2 separate regions of the Mus musculus genome follow, and region 1 is linked to region 2. Evidence: chromatin contacts called from public HiChIP or PLAC-seq data. All regions are on one chromosome and are shown on one strand. Each heading gives the region's core, a stretch centred on a gene start, on an enhancer-like site or on the middle of the called end of the contact. The rest is flanking DNA. Distances are from core to core; before and after follow the strand shown. Region 1 has its middle 17 kb from the start of Halr1. Region 2 has its middle 4.2 kb from the start of Gm32328.

Region 1 (7,592 bases), core at 3,473-5,972, 950 kb before region 2:
TTCTTGGAGTTGGGCAGAGTGGTTAGTGCAGAAACTCACAAGTGGACAGAGCCCAGAGAACAACCGAGCAGCTGTGGCATGCTCAGCTCCAGTGGGACTTCAGCATCGCATTTCCTCAACCAAGGCTCAGAGAGCATCATGAAAGACAGGTGGAAAGAGGGTATGAGCCAGAGGTCAGAGAGGACCAGAGAGGACCAGTGTCTTCTGGGCATGCCAGGACAACTGTACCATGTACTCATGGGCATGGCACAGCAGCTGCGCTTGACTGCACAAGACCTGCATAAGCTCAAGCCAGTCAGCATGCCAGCATGGATGGTGAGGAGCTATCAACAAGCAATGGCTTCTGAGGGCAGGAGAGTCAGTTTTGTTTAAGGGTGTGGCTTCTGGTCGGTGGGTTATGCTCCAGTGAATGGTCCTATACTCCTGAGTATATGAGTAAATTACATCAGTGGACTACTAAAAAAAACAAGACATGAAGTAAGGAGGAGCTAGGGAGTAGACCTGAGAGGAGGAATAGGGGTAAATATGACCATAATACATCAAAATACACTGTATGCATAGAGTTTAAAAATTGATTAAAATGTATAACATAAAATGTATGTATAAATTGCCCAGTGAAGTGTTATTTTTAAAATAAAAGTCCAAGTAGACTAAGATAAAATATGCAGTAGTTAAAACACACACACACACACACACACACTCTTACACACACCAAAACCCAAAACCCAAAGTACCAAACAAACAAACAAACACCTTTCAGGAATGGAGATATGTAGATCAGTCTGTAAAATGCTTACTGAATAAGAATGAAGACTTGAAACTCAGGGTACCTGGTAGGGAAGCTGGCAGAAGGACCAGAGGAGCAGAGGGGGATTGCAACCCCATTAGAAGAATTAACATAGGCTGGCCTGACCACCCAGTTCTCCCAAAGTCTAGACCACCAACCAAGAAATGTACCTGGAGGGATCCATGGCTCCAGAGACATATGTAGCCTTGGTTCCAGGAAGGTTTGATGCCCCAGAGTAGGGCGATCCTGTAGTGGTGGAATGGGAGAGTGTAGGTGGGTGGGGGAGCACAGACAAAAGGGAGTGGGGAGGGTAGATGTGGGATGGGGGGGGCTGGTGGAGAGGTAAGGGAAGTGGGATATCATTTGAGATGTAAACGAATGGAATAATTAATTAAAAATAAATGAAGACGGGGCTGGTGAGATGGCTCAGTGGGTAAGAGCACCCGACTGCTCTTCCAAAGGTCCGGAGTTCAAATCCCAGCAACCACATGGTGGCTAACAACCATCTTTAACAAGATCTGGCGCCCTCTTCTGGAGTGTCTGAAGACAGCTACAGTGTACTTACATATAATAAATAAATAAATCTTTAAAAAAAAAAATTTAAAAAAAAAAATAAATGAAGACTTGAATTCAATCCCCAGAAACAACAACAAAAAATAGAAACAAAGAAACAAAAACCCAAAAAAGATAAGAAAAAGAAAAGAAAAGAAAAGAAAAGACGAGAAAAGAAAAGAAAAGAAAAGACGAGAAAAGAAAAGAAAAGAAAAGAAAAGAGAAGAGAAGGGAAGGGAAGGGAAGAGAAGGGAAGGGAAGAGAAGGGAAGGGAAAAGGGAAAAAAGGGAGAAGGGAGAAAGGAAAAGGGAAAAGGGAGAAAAGGGAAAAGGGAAAAAGGGAAAAAAAGGGAAAAAAGGAAAAAAGGAAAAAAGGGAAAAAAGGGGAAAAAAGGAAAGGAAAGGAAAGGAAAGGAAAGGAAAGGAAATGAAAGGAAAGGAAAGGAAAGGAAAGGAAAGGAAGTTGAGCTTGGTTTTGGGTGGGACATGCTATAATAATAGGAAAGCCAGGGTAAGCCAGGAGTGGTGGCACACACCTTTAATCCCAGCACTCAGGAGGCAGAGGCAGGTGGATTTCTGAGTTCGAGTCCAACCTGGTCTACAAAGTGAGTTCCAGGACAGTCAGAGCTATACAGAGAAACCCTGTCTCGGAAAAAAAAAAAAGCCAGGGTAGAGACAGGTGGATCCTGGGGCTCACTGGCCAGCCAGTCTAGTTTATTTGACTAGTTCCAGGCATGTGAGAAATACCATTTTATAAAACAAGGTAAATAGTATCTAAGAACAGAACTCAAGGTTGGCCTCTGGTGTGTACACACAAATGCACACACCCACACACATATGAGCACCCATCCACATACAAGTCTTTTAATATTTATTGTCTTATTTGCTAGAGTGTTAAACTCTTGTTAAGCACATAAACTGTGACTGCATTAAACAGAGTCACTTACCTGATCGTTACGAGAGCATAGACCAGTAGCAGGCATGGTGGTGCATGCCTATAATACCAACACTCAGAAGAAAGAGGCAGGAAGATCTTTATAAGTTCAAGACCAGCCTGGTCTGCATAGCAAGTTCCAGACCAGCCAGGCAGCCAGAAAACACAGATCCTAAAGGGGGGGGGGGCAAAGAGACACACACATAGACAGAGTGAGAGTTAGAGACATAGAGAGGCAGAGGCAGAGACACAGAGACAGAGTGCAAGACAGAGACACAGGCACAGAGAGGGAAAAACAGTGTGTGTGACAAAGAACTCAGAACTGAGTTGAAGAGATAAAGTCAGCCCCTGCAGGAAGGGCAAGGAGACCTGGAAGATCCAGGAGGGTGATGAATTGGTGCTCAGGTTTCTCTGGGTGCTTGCACTTCTTTCCAAGCTCTTGTGAAAACATCTGGGGGCGAGAGCTATGTGGGGGTGAGGACATAGGGATGTCAGTGTCTGAACTGAGCTGTGCAGGGCTGAAAAGGGTTCTCCCAGGCATGGAAGACCAGTGGTACATGACAGACAGTTTGGCCAGCTGTTTCAGATCGAGCAAGCAAAGTACGTGGGGTTGAGAGAGATATATGAAGGATAAGGTTTAGCTAAATGAACAGGTTTTTTTTTTAAAGATTTATTTTATGCTTTAATCAAGTGTGTGTGTGAGTGTGTAATCAAGTGTGTGTGTGTGTGTGTGTGTGTGTGTGTACAGATGGATGAAAATGCAGGAGCAGAGAGAACCCAGAGGTTTCAGATGCCCCCTGCAGCTAGAGCTACAGTGATTGTGAGCCACCTAACCTGGATGTTGAAATCTGAACTCAATTCCTCCATAAGAGCAGTACATTCTATTAACAGCTGAGCCGTCTCTCCAGCTCTTAAATGTTTTTGTGTTTTAGAAATGTTCTTACCTTTTTTACTACTGGAACATGGAAAGGGCTGGAAAGAAAGAGAGAACGGGAGGGAGTTTCTCAGAGCTGAAGATCAAGTGCCTGTCAAATAAATTTATTTAAAATCCCTGAAAAGCAAGCACTGCCACCAGAAACATAGGCAGATGTGTGCAGTTGGGACTTATGGTCTTTGTGGTGCTGGGGCTCAGATCCAGGGTTGCGTACATCCCAGGCAGATGTTCTACCACTGGATCACACACCCAGAGCCAGAACTGAGATTCAAGTGGCTGGGGTGGTAAGCAAATCCAGCCAGTTCTATGTTCCTAAAGAACCCAACTGGCATTGGTCCAGTGGTGCGAGGAACAGTGGTGTGAAGCCAAAGATTGGGAGGTTTGCATCTTCTTCATGTTCTCCAGCTCTTCAGGGTACCTCTGTTAAGTCCAGCAGCATTTCAGGTGGCACTCTGGGCACTGGGGAACTAGACACTGCACAGCGCCCAAACCTGAAGTGAGTCAGTTATTGAACTGATTGCAAAAACCATCAACAAAAAGTGAATTTCTCAACATAACATTACTTTGAAGGGCTGTGGGCTTGGTGAACAAAGCATCATTTGCATAGAGGATCTGAGTCTTGAGATGTAGCTAGCTTGAAATGTTTCAAAGAAGCCTTTCAAAAGATCTTCTCTGTGACGTGGGGCAAAGAAAAACACTACCAAAGGCTGGAGAGATGCCTCGAAATTAAAAACCCAGTCTGATCTTCCAGAGGACCTGGGCCCGGAATCCCCGCACCCACATGCAGTTCACAACTGTAATTCTAGTACTGGATCCAACCCACTCTTATGACCGCCACAGGCACCAGGCGTGCATTTGGTGTACAGACAGACAGACATGCAAGCAAAACATCCACACATGAATACACTTTTTAAAAATTAAAGAAAAATACTACCTATTTTGTAGAAGGCAAAGATCCTGGCAACAGGAATGTCCAGATCAACGGGCACAATAAAGGATACACTGAGTTTGCTGTGGCATTCTTGCCATTGGTCAGTTAATAAACACTGAGTACTTTATTTTATATATATATATATATATATATCTCACATATATATACATATATATATCACATATATATACATATGTATATACATATATGTCTTGCATGCTAACACATACAGAGGGAAGACAGAGAGAGAGAGAGAGAGAGATCTGTTAAAAGGATTTTACCAAAACATTGCTTCACTTTTTTTCACTGTGGCTGGCTTTTTACTAATACAAAAGACGTTGGAATGTGGTGATATTTTACATTAAAATAACCATTGGAGGGCTGTTTATTAATTAAACCCTAACTCTCATGCTGTTGAGTACTGGACTGGTTTGGATACTGGGTTACTGGACTTCTAGGTTTTGAATCACTTAAAGGCTTCTTGAGACAGCTGAAAGGCAGTCAGTCCGCAGTGAGCACTCACAGTAGCTAATGGTCTAACAAGCACTGTCAGGCCATCCTGCATTTCAGCTGTTCGTTTTGCTGAAGGCAGATAATTTATGCTACATCCCACAGCACAGACCAAGTGCATAAAACCAGAGAGGAATGCTAATGGGACCAACGTTACAAATTCTTAAAGTGACAGGCTTTCTTTTCTTTTCTTTTTTTTTTTTTTTTCTGTTGCTGTTACCTGACTTAGTCTGATTGCAGTCAGATCATGTAGATATTTTAATAAATGTGGGTAATAATGAAATGCTGAGTCTTGGCAGAGTAAACTCCCGAGTTCAATAGCCATAGCTGACAAAAGCTGATGCTTTGTCTGCACACAGAGGGCTGTGTTCAAGGGTCTGGCAAGTAGTACACATTCGGGAACTTGGAAAGAAATTTATTTTATTTTTAATTATGGTGGGTATCTGTGTGTGGATGTGTGCAAGTGAATGTGGAGGACAGAAAAAGGACAAAGATACTTGTAAGCCACTCTGGTCCTCTGTAAGAGCAACATTTCTTTTTTTAATATAGAACAGCAAACACCTTTATTACACGAGCTGTGAATAATGGTTTATTTGCCTTTCCGGGCTTTGATCTTCCGCAGATAGAACTCCAGCTCCTTGCCTTCCGAGCACATAGCCGTCTGCTCTGCCACACTGGCCTGGTCTTGAGGCAACGCAGACAAGAAGCTTGCTGTGTTGTGACTGCTCCTCCAGGAGGCTGCTGACTTTGGCATTCTTTTTCCTTTCGTCATATTTCTTTTGAGTATTCTTTGATCGGTTTTTGTTTAAAATCTCTTCCTCCTCAGGAGTCAGATTGGCCCCCTTCTTTGTTGGCCCAGGGGCAGTGCATAGTGGGACTCGAACCGCTGCCAGTATGGTGTGGTGTCAATAAGCACGATGCTGTTCTTTGTCAGGGTCTTGGTGCAGACAAGCTCATTATTAGATGCTTTGTAGACAACATCAATGATCCTTGTTTTTCGAGTACAACACTCAGGGGCCAGGAAAAGTTACCCACATCCAATCTCAGGGCATGGTACTTCTTATTGCCTCCTCAAACATGGAATGTGTGAGGGTCGATGTTAGTGCTGGCCCCAGGCTGTCCCAGTTCATACTTCCGCTTCCTGTGGTAGCGTTTCCTCTTACACACACACACACACACACACACACACACACACACCATCTTGCAGTGCTTGTGCCAGTTGTCCTGAGAGGTGCCCATGGCTCCGTGCTGGCTGGAAAGTGCACAACACATTCTTAACCATTGAGGCATCTCTCCAGCCCTGCTTAGGACATGTTTCTTTTCTTTTCTTTTTTCTTTTCTTTTCTTTTCTTTTCTTTTCTTTTCTTTTCTTTTCTTTCGTTCCTTCGTTCCTTCCTTCCTTCCTTTCTTCCTTCCTTCCTCAGTCTCTCCCTCCCTCTCTCCTTCTTTCGAATGAATAGGGGCTGGGGATATAGCTGAAGGGTACAGCACTTGTCTCCCTAAGATCCATCTCCACTATTGTTTAAGATAAAAAGAGGCTCTGGAGAGGTGGGTCAGTGTTTAAGAGTGCTGTATAAGCATGAGGCCCCGAGTTTGTACACCAAGCACCCAAGTAAATATCCATGTCCACGCGCTTGTGACCACAGCAGTACGGGAGGCAGAGACACATGGGTTAAAGGGGCTTGCTGGCTGCTGGCTAACTAGGTTCAGTGAGAGACCCTGACTCAAAGGAATATGGTAGGGAGGGTTAGAGAAGAACAACATTGATCTCCATCGTGTGCACAGGCTACACACATGTCTCCACACACACACACACACACACACACACACACACACACCACAAATTTAGTGGTTAAACACTTGAGTTTAATAATAAATATTCTTCTGACTATTGCTTTTCAAGTGAATGAAGTAATAATAGCAACCAACTATTAAGCACTGTTCACTTGCCAAGGACTGAATGGAAACCTGTGCCCACACATACATTGTCTTACTTCGTCTCTACTTTACTGTTAGATATTTTATTCTTCTCTGTTCATAGATGTGGAACAGAGACACAAAGCTGTGACTCGTTCCAGGTGTCCTAGCATGTGAGAGACACAGCTGGAGCTAACTACAGCTCTGATATGAATATTTAGTCACAAGATTCACTGCCTTTCTGCATGCACGTCTGATTTATCTAAATTAGTTCATAAAGTTTGAAGGCTGACCAGATGGCTCAGTGGGTATGGGCCCAACGACCTGAGTTTAATCTTCCTGGGACCTACATGGGGGAAAGAACAAACTTTTTTTTTTTTTTTTTTTTTTTTTTTTGCAAGTTGTCCTTTGACCTATACATTCCTGTCGTGGTACAACACCCCAATGTGGGGGAAAAAATCACAGAAGCATTTGAAATGTCTCTTAGACGTTTGTGAGTGTGTAAGGTCCGTTGGTATGCTTGCCGGTACAGGGCAGATTTTAGTTGTTTTCACACAGCTCTGGACCTTAGGAACCAGATGAGCTAACGAGCTTCCCTTCTGAAACAGTCCTGTAATAGCCAATGCTTATTGACAGCTGCTTTGGTGCCAGGCACTTCCTAATTGCCTTATCAGGTATCACTTAGTCTGAGCCATGCACCATCGCAGAGGAAAGTGCTGTTACTCACCCACCCCTGTTTTACAGACCAGGAAACTGAAGCTGTGGGAGGGTAGTCATGTCAGCCACTGCAGTTAAGCAATGTAGCTATTGAAGCAATTGGGTTTGAACCCAGGTTGTTTGCCCAGCTCTGCTGGCTTAGATCAGAAGCAGTGGCCGGTCCCCAGGCAGGTTCAGACACCGCTCTCCCCTCCCCAGTGAAGCAAGCCCACCCGCCATCCCCAGTCCACCAAGTGAGAAGCATGCGCTAGTTAGACTCCCATAGAGCCTTTCAGCCCTATCAGGCCTCCACATGTTGGAATGTCCTATAT
Region 2 (6,642 bases), core at 1,652-4,151:
TCTGGGCGAGTGCTAACTTCGCTTAGCTCATCACACCTCCGGGTAGTGCGGATTCCTGGATGGTCCTCTTAGCTCTCCAGTCTTCCAGGGCCCGGGACTGTGGGGTGCTCTTTCCACGCTGCTCTTTATTCCCCCCTCCCCGACATTCAAGCTTCCGAGCGGAATCGTCTCCCGCAGTTCTTTCCCGGAGGCGCTAGTTGAAAATGCAATTTCCTTGGGGGGGTGGGGGTGGGGGGAGAGTGGAGAGGCAGGGGGTGTGGTCCGGCTGAGAGTAAAACAGAAACTCGGTTTGTTTGGGGTTCTGAAACCATCCATGTTTTATTGCATCCGCCTCAGAGTCAACTAAGACTTAATGAGCATCCAGGCGGGAAAAGCACAAGGAGATTTGCTCGGTGCTCGGGAGGGGACCTGAGTGAGGGGAGTCTGTTTACTTTCTCTTGCAACTAGAGGTTGCAACATCTTCCCCAAATGGCTCCTTCTAGTGCCGGGGGTATAGACAGGCAAGTCAAAAGGCATCAGGTTTCAGCTCTCTGAGTAATCCAAGATCATTCAGCCAAGAAGACCTTCGAAGTTGGCCCTGTCTACAGCTTGTAATGAAAAGGGTAATCTGTCGTGTAATGAAAAACAGTACCCACAAAACAAACCAGTCTCCGACGGCCTTCCACCTCGCACCACTCTACCCTAAAACCCGCCAGTGACAAATATTACTATCCAGTTCCACCCCCAAAAGAGGAAGCAGTAGATCTTCCTCTTAATAACTTCCCAAAGTGTTACAAATAATAAAAGGGGCGCATAAATCATCGCCCAAGCGACTCAATGCGGACCACGAAGGATTTACTTCTCTTGAGCCTTAGCTTCCAATCGCTCTCTCATTGGTTTATTTCTCGAAGTCCGCCCCCAGATCCATGCTCTTATTGGTCAATATGGCAGGGTGACGAGTAGAAAGGGCGTGGGGTTGGTGGGAGGCTGGATTTTTCCAGTGCGCAAGCGTTCTAGGGTGTGCGGGTGTGATTGACAGCCAGGGGGAAACAAGTGCGCGTGCGTGGATGAGTGAGCCAGTCAGAGACACACAGAGACAGAGACACACAGAGACAGAGACACATAGAAAAAAGAAAGAGGGAGAGGGATGGAGAGAGAAAGAGAGAGAGAGAGAGAGAGAGAGAGAAAGGAAGGGGGGGAGAGAAAGAAAGAAATGAGGTGTAAGGAGAAGGAAGAGAGCTAAGGTGAAAGAGACCTATGGCGAGGTGGTGGGTGCTGACACTGGTGGGGTGCAGTCCTAGCTGCAGGCATTTCCCGCTGAGTCAGATTGTTGTGCCCGGTCCTCCACAGATCCTCTAGGAGGGCCTGGAAGGGATTCACTGAGGACGGTCTTCACCAGGCTAACTGTTGGTAGGGAGTAAAGAGAAATAGGAGGCTTGCTTTCCTCTAGGAATCCACTTAAAATCGCCAGAAGTTTATTTTTATAGCCGTGTTATTCGTGCATTTCCGGAAAAGCACACAATTCAAGCCCTCAATGTCCCAGGTATCGTAGTCCTAGGCACTCCACTAATAGCCAGCATCACTCCAGCCCTGTGTGGCTTCTCACAAACACATCTGCCACAGCTCTCTAAGCGGCTTGTAATCGAAGAGGCCCGAGAAAAAGACACACTGTAAGAGTGCTTGGGTGGAAGGAAAAAAAATAAATAAAGAGGAAAAAAATACGTAAAGGAAGAAAATTAGAAAAGTGCAGCCACTAAAGAATAGTGACAGAAAAAAAACCAAACAAACAAATAAACAAACAAAACTACCCGCCCCATCCCCAAACATACGTACAAACAAAAAGACAAAACCGCGGAAGGACAAGTCCGCTCACTACTGAGTGGAAAATTTGGAAATCATTCCAGGACCGGCTTTATACAGAAGGATCAAACCCGGTTTGTGTAGATGCCTGTTAACGCCTGCTACAAAATTCTTGAGAGGCGAGGGCCGGTGTCTGCAGCTGCAGCCGCTGGGCCGCTGCCCGCTTGCATCCAAATTCCAGCGTCTGGAAGCGAGAGGCCCGGATTGTTTCCTCACTCCGGCCGGCCGCGGATTCCTTCCTGCACGTATTTTAGGGCAATAATAAACGCCTTGTGAAGCTGGGCATGTTTTAAATTACAATATTCCTGGAAGATCTAGTCGAGAATCTAAGTGTTTGGCTTTACGAATTTCTAAATTTAAAACTGTCCATGACTTCTTCACAGGCCCTACAGATTTTTTTTCCGTTAAAAAAAAAGTGTTTATGTGAGGAGAAATGTGCAAACAAAAGCATTCCAGTCTGTGAATGCACGGTAAATAAATACGGAGGAGAGGATGATCTAAGCGTGTCATTATTGATAAAGTAAAAAATGTTGTTTTAGATTCTCTTTTCTGTGTTTTTTCTTACGAAGCCAAGCTTTTAGCTTGCCTATGTACTGAAAGCAGTATTTTGTAAATACATTTATTTATAAATGTCATATTCATTTTTAATTTGACAATGATCATTTGTAACAAAAAATTGTTAGCTTAATTTTAGGAGTTTTATTATTCGTTTGACTACTTATTGATATTTTAAGCAGCAAACCTAAAATTAATAACCAAGGCTTTGATAGCTGCTTATTTTTGTTTCATTGAAAGTCCTTATTTTATTAGGTAGATATATAGCTGAATTAATTTTTGAAACGATGAGTAAAAACGATATTTTTCTTTCGCTTTGCTAGAGCAAAAGTATATTTTCATTCTTCTCCGTCCGACTCCTGCTCTTCTAGCAGCCACAGCAAACTGACAGGCTCCAGCCTGTTGGAGGACTAGTATGCAAATTTCGGATGATTGACACCTCTAGTGGAAACCAATCACGCTACAATAGGCTGCTGATTGGCTAACTATGGTCTGACGTATAATTGACGTTTTTAAAACATATTATCCAATCACAACAAGTCATGCAAATAAGTGAAGGAATCATATTACCAGAGATCAGAGGAAACTTGAGTACGCCCCCACGTGTTCAGTAGCCGGTACTGCAGAAACTACTGCCAAACTGTACGAAATACTCAATTCTACTGCTCGCTTTAGCCTTTCTTAAACTTTTTTGTCACTGAATATAAATGATCATTAAAAATTCCCCAAGAGGTATGATGGTTCATTTAAAAATATCTATGTGGCTACAGACTTTCAGAATCTATCCCCGTTTTTTTGTTTTTGTTTTTTGTTTTTGCTAATATTTTTATCCTCAAATCTAATCTTCTGTAACGAAGATCGTCCTTCTTCGTCTCAAGAGGACGAAGTTTACACAGCCGTTTGGTGAAGAAATCCCTGTAGGTTCAGACCTACAGGTCAGTGGAATTTGGTGGCTGTCGTGAAGTTCCACGTGTTACCGCCAGATGGCATAAGGCTCATCTTTTCTTTGCCTCTCAGCACTCTCCCCAAATTCTGCAAGTAATTTAGAAAAATTAATAACCAAACAGTTTTATATTTTATAACCGAGTGAAGTGGGACACCCTTGTACTATTAGAAAGCTACATATTACGAAAATCAGTTTGTTGGTTGTTGCTTTAATGGGAAGCTTCCTCTTGAGACTTTTGCCCAGTCAAGTTTTAGAGTAAACTACACATTCAGTGTTTGCAAAAACTTTTCCTTAAAGGGAACTGGGCGGCCATAAGGGATCGAGGCGGCCGCGCTTCGGGAGTGTCATTTTCGGTTTTTTAGGAATTAAAGTGAAATTAAAGTTGGAGGGGAAAGCTTAATTTTCCAACGACCACTCTTCCTTTCCCCAGATGCCTGCCTGGTCGCAGCCCGGGAGCCGAAGGTTGCGTTGCTGCTTTCGGACACATTTGCAGTTAACACACCCGGCTCTTTCAGCGATTCGTGTTGGGACCTCGGTCACAGGAAGGACTTTCTGTGCTTTAGTATCGTTTCTAGGGCAGCGCTTTTGTTTTGCCAACTCCAGCGGAAGACACGAGGATGAAACCCCGGGAAAGCTTTATCTCTGGCACCTCCAGTGTATATGTTTTTCTCTTTGGACTTATCAGGAAGAGAGGTGTTCGTGCGACCACAACCCCAAGGCCAGACTAAGAGCTAATGGTATTTTCAGAGGGGAGAAGGGAAGAAAGAAAAGAAAATCAAGTTGACAGGCGAGCTCTGCAGTTTCCACGAACATATTACGGGTTGACCACGCGGCCTCTTCACCCACCCACAAAAACCCCTGTACTCCGCTTTGGATCACTATACCTAATAGTCATGAAATTTAAAATCGTACCCAGTCTTCAAAAAATAACTCTGAAAAAGGCATATTTATTACTTTAAAAAAAATCACTCAGAATCCAGCCACGAGGCCCTCGTCCTACAAAATAGCGATTCATAGGCTTGTTACTTTGGGTTTCCCGTCTGCTGAATTTTATTTAGAAGCCAGTGATTAGAGTGGTTTCTCTAGTCCTCTCTCCTGCGGCCCCCTAACTGAGTTTACTTTACACCCTATCTCTGGATCCCGAACCTGCGTTACTTCAGCTCTGGTGCCTAAGAGTCAACTTCACAAACTGCAGGGGACAGACAGGAGGGCCTAACACTATCTTTGAGTTAGAATTACTTCTCCAGAAGTCCCAATCTTAAGTTTCTTATTTTTTACTGCCTATAAACTTATTGGCCTTTTATCTTCCGAAACAAAACACACTTAGAAACTTAAGTAAGAATTTTTGGGTACGCATAGTTCCCTTTTATGGGGTGGATGGAATTGAGTTTTTTTCAGTGCTTTAAGGAAAAAAAAAAAGCGTCTTTAAACAAACGGAGAAGGGTCCTGGAGGAGGACTATGGGGCCAGCTGCCCTTCCTAACTTCTCAGTCTGAGACTTTGGCATCTTCCGGGCAAGCGTGGGTTCAGGGCTTGCGGGGCAGATTGGCTGGCAGTTCCGTAAACCCAGGCTGGATGGAAGGCCGCAGTGCCCCCGGGCCCCAGAGCGGGTTTCATTTCTGCAGGGACCTCACCGGCGTCCCGCCGGGCGCTGTAAATCAGCCTTTCCTTGCTAGGAGCGCGGGGATGAGCACCGGCTCTCACCCTACGCCGCCTCCGGGGTCCATCAATCAAGCTCTCCCGCCCCAGCCTGAGTGCCGCCCGGGGCGCCTGCTTTGTGTCAGCCTGCAGCGGGCCTGGGTGGGGCGCCCCAGGGTTCGCAAGGGTCTGGAACACCCCTCAGTTTTTCCCACCCCGGGACGTGGTGACTGGAACCGTGATCTCTAATCTACAGAGCGAGTCCCCTCCTTTGCTGACGCCCCAATCCTTCCCCACTTCGTGTGATCCCTTCAACAATGTCACCCCAGAAGGGGCGAGGAGGATTCGTCACTAGCAACTTGATTTCCCCAGCAAATCCCGTTTCTGGACCTCAGTTTCTTGACTGTAAAACGATAGTTCCTTCTTCCTTCCTTCCTTCCTTCCTTCCTTCCTCCCTTCCTTCCTTCCTTCCTTCCTTCCTATCATCTACCATCAATCATTTATCCATTTTTATCTAGTTCCAGTGTTCTTTTGTTTGTGGAGAAGCATGAGCCTTTTGCCCTATACAATTTTTAAAAAAATTCCTTTCCTTCCGCTCAGATCTTCCCTCAGTGTCGTGCGCCTCACTCCACCCCTCCCTGCTCCCTGTTCTTTACAACTTACTGGGCACCAGACCATTGCAAAAAGCAACTCCATCCCTCAAGACACAGACCAGAACCTTGGGGAACTGAGCCCCGACCCGCCCTATTCCTTCTGGAGAGGCCACCAGGGGGCGACGCAGACCAAGAATAGAACAACAAGGAGCCACGTGTCTTTCTCCCAAAAATATTGTCAGGCTGGGCCTTGAACACTTTTCTTAGCTTCCCTATAGTGATTTCTTTTGCCATTTCCATTTGATCCTCGGCGCTCATACTAAATGGCTGTAGTCTGGGTACGTGGGGGAAGAAGGGTCACAAGCATAAGGAAGAGCAGCGGATGTCCAAGTGACAGAACACAGGAAATGTGCCAAATGCTAATCTTAAGCACCAAACTTTGATTCTTAGACTACGAAGGTCACACAATTTAGTGGGGTCTGGGCTGGAACCATCAGACTACAAAACTGAGGTGGAAAGCACACTCATGCATCCCTTCCTACTTTTTGGTTCTGTTTGTTTGTTTGTTTGTTTGTTTTTGTTTTTGTTTTGTTTGTTTGTTTGTTTGTTCCGAGACAGGGTTTTTCTGTATAGCCCCGGCTATCCTGGAACTCACTTTGTAGACCAGGCTGGCCACAAACTCAGAAATCCGCCTGCCTCTGCCTCCCAAGTGCTGGGACTAAAGACTTGTGCCACCATCACCAGGCCTACTTTTTGGTTTTTATGGTACGGTCAAGGCACAGGTAAACATGAGAAAGAGAGGAGCAGAGTGAGGTGAGACACCGACACTTCTCAATGAGCAGCAGCCATCGTCGATGCTGGAGGTTGTCTGCATGGGAAGAACAGAGAAGGTCCCATCCCTGCCCTTTCCGTGGAGGGACTGTTTAGATCATACTTTTATTTGTGGCTGTGTATGCTTTATGGTGTGGATTAGCTGAGCCCCAGAGGACGGTGGGCCTTGTTCACTGTGGCCAACGGAAAGATCTTCAGGAGAAAACGTGTAAGGTTGAAATATCTATTCCCACATGTGCAG

What was found. HiChIP or PLAC-seq counts read pairs in DNA pulled down with a chosen protein or histone mark.
Region 1: an H3K4me3 HiChIP or PLAC-seq map of embryonic basal ganglia shows a contact between it and region 2, with 6 times the contacts expected there. The contact joins two enhancer-like sites. A contact is called at or near these places in 12 of 115 datasets of contacts at active chromatin or transcription factors (bone marrow-derived macrophages, craniofacial prominence, embryonic basal ganglia and 7 more).

What each region holds. Positions count from the first base shown.
Region 1 is chr6:52,116,536-52,124,127 of GRCm38.p6, reverse strand. It overlaps the pseudogene Rps8-ps3. Among named protein-coding and RNA genes, the nearest start is that of Halr1, 17 kb to the right of the region's middle. Within about 2 kb of position 4,722, at least 32 of the 459 cell types and tissues checked have an H3K27ac peak or open chromatin away from gene starts, as enhancers often do. A contact at or near this core is called in embryonic basal ganglia, where this site is marked.
Region 2 is chr6:51,167,345-51,173,986 of GRCm38.p6, reverse strand. No RefSeq gene overlaps it. Among named protein-coding and RNA genes, the nearest start is that of Gm32328, 4.2 kb to the right of the region's middle. Within about 2 kb of position 2,901, at least 215 of the 459 cell types and tissues checked have an H3K27ac peak or open chromatin away from gene starts, as enhancers often do. A contact at or near this core is called in embryonic basal ganglia, where this site is marked.